2 separate regions of the Zea mays genome follow, and region 2 is linked to region 1. A link is a contact called in public Hi-C data. All regions are on one chromosome and are shown on one strand. Each heading gives the region's core, a stretch centred on a gene start, on an enhancer-like site or on the middle of the called end of the contact. The rest is flanking DNA. Distances are from core to core; before and after follow the strand shown. Region 1 has its middle 2.8 kb from the start of LOC103650776. Region 2 holds the start of LOC100277262.

Region 1 (2,827 bases), core at 187-2,686:
GCTGAGCCAGTGCAGGTAGACAACCACGATTATTACAGGAAGCATCAACGGCACAAGCAGACAGTAATACCTGCAGAATTACGAAGAAGGCGTGAATTTCTTGTATAATTTGCACGGGTTGTACGCTGTTGCACAAGGATCACCTAGTTTAGTGCATGCTTAACAAGCATCTCTCTTGGTTAGATGGCAGCCAGGAATCCATTTTGATGTGGCGGAAGCAACTTGGACACGACGGCAACGTAGAAGAAACACACGAACAATGTGATCCCAAAGGCAATGAACGCCGAGTCGATCAGCTAATCGGTAGAAAAATGCATCTCTGGATTTCCCAGTCTTGTCGGTCTCTAATGCGCAGACCCAGTGGGAGCGGACCCAGTAGTAAACCCTGAAGAAGAAGAAATCCAAGTTAACAGCTACCATGACTGGACTGAGTCAGATCCATTGGTTTGGGTTGGGACGGTCGGTTTCGAGCGGCAAAGAGAGGAGTGGGAAAGGGGTGGGCACACCCGGTGGGTGCTTGTAGTCGGCGAAGACCACGGCTGCGAGATGGAGGTGGCGGGCGCGGAGGCGGACTCAGATTTGCCGTTGCTGTAGCAGGGGAGGCGGTGGTGGTCGCCGAGGCTGTGGAAGGAAGACGCCGAGGCATTGGCCAGCAGCAGCGCGGCCGCAAAGTTTCCTCGGCACATGCACTCAATGGATTGACGGACTGTGAGGGATAAGGAAGGAGGAGTGACTGGCCGCGATACCATCCGAGGCTTGGCGGCGAGGCCCGAGGCCCGAGGGGGGCTACTACTAGGGGAGAGAGTGAGCCGCCGCCGCTTGGGCCTCCTCTCCATGGGCCATGGCCCAGACGGCCCCAAATCCACTCCTATACGTTGACAAGTGGATCAATGACTCGGGGACTAACAAGCCAATGCACTACCATCGACACATCAAGCGTCTTCCAACGAGACAGACCCACTTGGCTCTGAGGCTCCATGAGCTGTACTATGTGTACTATAGTACTCCGTAGTGATAAAAAAGAGAATAATTTGTTTATTTTTTCTAAAAAAAGAATAAACCGATCGACGGGGACTTTGAAAGCTGGTTGCCAAAAGGCTACGGTAATTGACTTGTACTACTATGTTTGTTTAAACGTTGTGGCAAGAGGCCACGCCACACGTGTGCAGAAGCTGAGGAAGAACATCTCCGCCTTGGCTGACTCCGAGGCACGGAGGCAGGCACTTGACCCAGTCACCCATCACCCGCCGTTGGTCCTCAGCGACCACCAACACCAGTGACCGACGACAGTCCACGCGCCTGGCTCCGTGAACCTGACGGGGTGCTGCGCTGTGGATCCACTGACCTCGCTCGCGCCCGGCGCCCCCACACGCCGACGATGGGTGCATGCAGTCCCCGTCGATTTCCGGGAAAGCCACGGGTTCTCTCTGACCCTGAGCAACCGAATCCAGCGGGCAGGTCGGGTGGCTCACCCATCTGCCTGCCCCTGCCCGGGTGCCCGCCCGCACCCAACACCAGCCAACCGGATCTCCTGTGGCATGGTCGCGTGGAATCGCCTCCTTGGCTAGGAGAACTGGCATTGTCCATGGAGCATATTATTTGAATCTCTAAAAAAATTGCGGATCTAAAGTTATAAATATTTTAAAATATATTTACATAAATCATTTTATTCGTTATTTAGAATAAAAATATATTTGAAACTAATCTAGAGCCACCACAATTACCCTCTAAAACTAGGTATATGATTTGCTAGCTATGTAGCACGAATACTGATACAATATCGGAACGATACAGATCGCGTATACGACTTTAAAAAATTGATAAGCAGGTTTGTTTTATTTTTTTAAAATACATAATTTATAATATATCGTTGGTGTTTTGAACTAGCTCCGATAAATAATTTATCTATGCGCTATTAGGGGTCTTCTTTTTCTGAAAGTTCTCAAAACACTAAGTTGACATTTGTTTCCTAGCCTATTTTAAATATTATAGGTATCATACCGAAAGCATCTCCAGATGAAACAACCATAAACTCGGGTATGAAGTCCACAAGCTTCGGGATAGTAATGCATATGTGCAATCGACGAAGCTGGATGAAGCTACGAGAAGTTTTCAAGAGTTTGCTCACCGGGATAGCATGGGAAAAATGCAGCATTACCCTCATTAAGTTTAACAGTTCAAATGTATAGGCTTGAGGTCATGAATGTAATTCTACTGAAGTTGTACCTCGAGCATATAAATAGAGGAACAATGACATACATTAGAGACATTTGCTGGATGGGAAAAAGCAAATAACTCCACCTTCAAAGTTGTATTTCCTCCTTCTCCTTGTAAGCCTCGAGAGCCGAAGATATGAATGTAATCTCTAGTTCCAATTATGTGGCTTATGATCATATCTCATGTAATTTGCTTTGTATTTATCCTCATGCTTTCTTCATTCAATTTAGTGCTTTCTTCATTCACTTTAATCCCATCTTCATTTTTGCTTAACCTTCTTCCCAAAGAAGGATGGGCTAAAAGATGAAGATGAAGCTTAATCTTACTATGTTGCCTTGTTTTTTATACTTGAAGGAATCAAGAACAAGTGGTCAACATTGGCGCCCACCTCCGGTGAACTCACAAGGACCACGACAAGCTTCATCATGTCGCTGAAGAAGACGACAACAACCGATGTTGTCCTCACTCCTTTGGATCCCAACCAAGGATAAGAAGAACTCCTTCGAGAGGCATGGAACCAGAAGAGGAAGGCCATCAGCCCGACACCACAAGATGGTGTGCTTGATCGGGAGATCCACAACCTCGAAACCATCATGCAACAAGTTGAAAA
Region 2 (2,827 bases), core at 171-2,670, 320 kb after region 1:
ATAAATCATTAATATTTTTCACTGCAGTCGTCATGGTTTGTACCTCGCTGCAAGGAAGAGAGACTCAAGCATGTCGTAGGAATGTCATTTGACACTCTTGATGAAGTGGATGCACATGAAAGCGGGCTTTATGTTCGTATATGAGCTTAAGCCAAGAAAAGCGATGTGGTTGAGAATAAGAGATTTGTGTGTTCGAGTGAAGAATTCACAAAGTCATGTGCTGAACTAAACAAGCAAAATAAGCACTCATAGACAAGTTTAGGGAATATATCATCTAACTGTTAGGGAATGTACAGATATCGACATGATTCTTGAATGTCTAGCCCTTTTGCTGCATGCTAGGCATTCAACGTTTTGCAGAGACATGGTGTTAATGTCCAGATGATCTCACGAGAAGAAAACTGTACGGACAATAGAGCAAGCACACCACTAATTTTTTGCTGACCAAATCAAAACTATATGTACCCTTGTTGAATGTCGATCTATAGATCTTCTCGAAGGGTGGGACCATCAGGAAGGAGGTGGAGTCAGGTGACCTCTTCGACAGAGAGTCAACACTCGCTGGTTTGTTAAGCTCGCCGTCTGTCGGCGATGGGTCACATATTTGCGACCGGCGAGATTGGGCTTACTGGACGGGCCGACGTCGCAACAAGGACGAGCATGGTGGAGGCGTCAGAGAAGGGGTCGAGGTCGGACGACAACACACATCGGGAAGGTGACAATGGCGGGTAGCATCGGGAACGGGGCACGGGGCATCGGGGCAGATTAGTTCGGATGGCGTTGGAAAGAATGAGATCGATCTGATAGATGCAAGAACTAGACCGAAGGAGAACGAGAGTTAGGAGGACTGAAACAATCCAACTAGAAAGTCTAGGATAGAACTGGTTTAATCTATCTAATTTTTTTATTTTTTCTATACTTAACAGTAAATAAACATGAGATATAAGAGGTACTAAAAATTGAGGGGCCACCTTTGACCCCAATGTGGATCCACCCTTGCTGCCTTTGGTACAATCCTAAATTCACAAGTCTTATGTCTTAACAATATAGGCCTATAAAATCGTAAATTCTATCTCTGCAATAGCATCGTAAAATCAACTAAGATCGTTGAGTCGTAGGTGCAATCGAGTAATAGAAGTACGAACGATAGTTAGAATTTATTATCAACCTTGTCACAGCCACAGTACAGCAGCAAACCAACAGTACCGTGCCTGCACGGCCGAGCACCGACTACCTAGCAAGCATGCTCCGGCATGCATTAATGGTGGAGGACGACCGGAAACCCCAGGCACCTGCCCGCCGTCTGACCGGCTACATTTAATTAGCGCCCTCTTAATAAATTGCCGCAGCGTCCATGCCCGTCGTACTACACCCAGCGGCGAGCTCCAGCTCCAGCTCAACCGCGCGCGCGGTCGCCCATGCTATTCCCCTCGTGGTACAAAACGCCTGCTTCCCTCCCGTCCTCACGTACTACGGTTTAGGCCAGCTACACTACACAGCGGCCCGCTCAGCATGCTGGCCGGCGGCTCGTCGTACCTGGCGACCATGGGCCGCCGCAGCTTCCCCTACCACAGGCTCAAGAAGCTCCCCGCCGCCGCCCCCTCTCCTCCCCATCCTCCTGCCACGACGGCGGGTCCTGCTACCGCCGCCGCCGCCATCGAGGACTCGTACCGGTCCTACTACCGCGCGCTGGTGGCGAGGCGGCGGAGGCGGGGCAGCGGCAGGCGCCTGAGGAGGGCGAGAGTCTGGGGCGCCCTGGCCCGCGCGTTGCGGCGGAGGGCGGCGGCTGCCGGGGCCCGGGTGCGCGCGTCGGTCGCCAGGGTGGCGCGCCGGCTGAGGGACGGCCGGCCCTACGTCGGCGACCTCTTCGCCGGGAACTACATGTTCCTGCAGGTGGCGCCGTCGCCGATGACGATCACGGGCAGCCACGGCGGCGGCGCTGTGGTACCCTTCGCGGAGTACTACTACGGCTATAAGGCCAGGGCCAGGGCCAGGGCAGCGGCCGTGCAGCTGCACCGCTATCCTACTGGGGCGGTGCTCTACGAGACGTAGCGACGTGCCACGGATGACTTCGTCGCTGGCCTGTGTTGTGTTGAAATAATGGTAAATAAATGTTGTTATTCAGTTTGGATTTGGAATTTTGCTCTTGTTGGCGAATTTTTGTTTCGCCGGTGCTTGTTTCCTGTCCTGTTTCACTTTGTTGACCCATCAAAATCAGCTACGCCATGTCCAGACATGTTCGGAACATGCGTTCTACTAGCATGCAAGCTGGCTGTCAGTGAGAGGAGGTAACATTTGAATGAATCGGTAAGTTTTTGTTTGTATACAAGCGAGATCTGATTCACGGTACAAACTGCTGCTGCTGCGACGAATCTCCGAGAATGCGAGTGAGCTGAACAGAGAGGAGAGAAAACAATGTGGGCTGCCTAGCTGCATCGCGTTAAATGACCTTAGAACTGAGCTGGGAGACAGTTCAGTGTTCACCCTTCTAATCGTGTTCCGTTGATTAAGGAGGTTGAACCGTATGGAAGGGGCCTTGATTTTGCATAGGGGATATTGGCATGTTTGTTTCGGCTTATCAGCAGCCTGGTCATCAGAATCTGCTGCTGACGGCCAAATATAGATGGCCAGACGTGCCGGGCTAATCGGGTCGGCCCGAAGCACGGCAGGGCCCGTAGTGCCTGGGCACGGCACGGTTGGTGCCGGGCCCGTGCCGGCACGACCCGACAGGTAGTGCCGTGCCTGGGCCGAGCACCAGGCACGCTGGGCCGGCACGGGCACAGCACGATTAAGCCCCAGGCACGGTTAGGCACGGATACTAGGATAC

Evidence for each region. Hi-C and Micro-C count contacts between places; a contact is called where the count stands out from the background.
Region 2: a Hi-C map of ear shows a contact between it and region 1, with 1.7 times the contacts expected there. The contact joins the promoter of LOC100277262 here to the enhancer-like site in region 1. A contact is called at or near these places in 2 of 25 Hi-C or Micro-C datasets (ear and tassel).

What each region holds. Positions count from the first base shown.
Region 1 is chr3:155,117,850-155,120,676 of Zm-B73-REFERENCE-NAM-5.0, forward strand. It overlaps the pseudogene LOC118476812. Among protein-coding and RNA genes, the nearest start is that of LOC103650776, 2.8 kb to the left of the region's middle. Within about 2 kb of position 1,437, at least 15 of the 20 cell types and tissues checked have an H3K27ac peak or open chromatin away from gene starts, as enhancers often do. A contact at or near this core is called in ear and tassel, where this site is marked.
Region 2 is chr3:155,439,109-155,441,935 of Zm-B73-REFERENCE-NAM-5.0, forward strand. LOC100277262 reads left to right here and starts at 1,421. Exons shown (of 1, transcript NM_001150881.3): 1 at 1,421-2,136. The coding sequence starts at 1,513. The coding sequence ends at 2,052.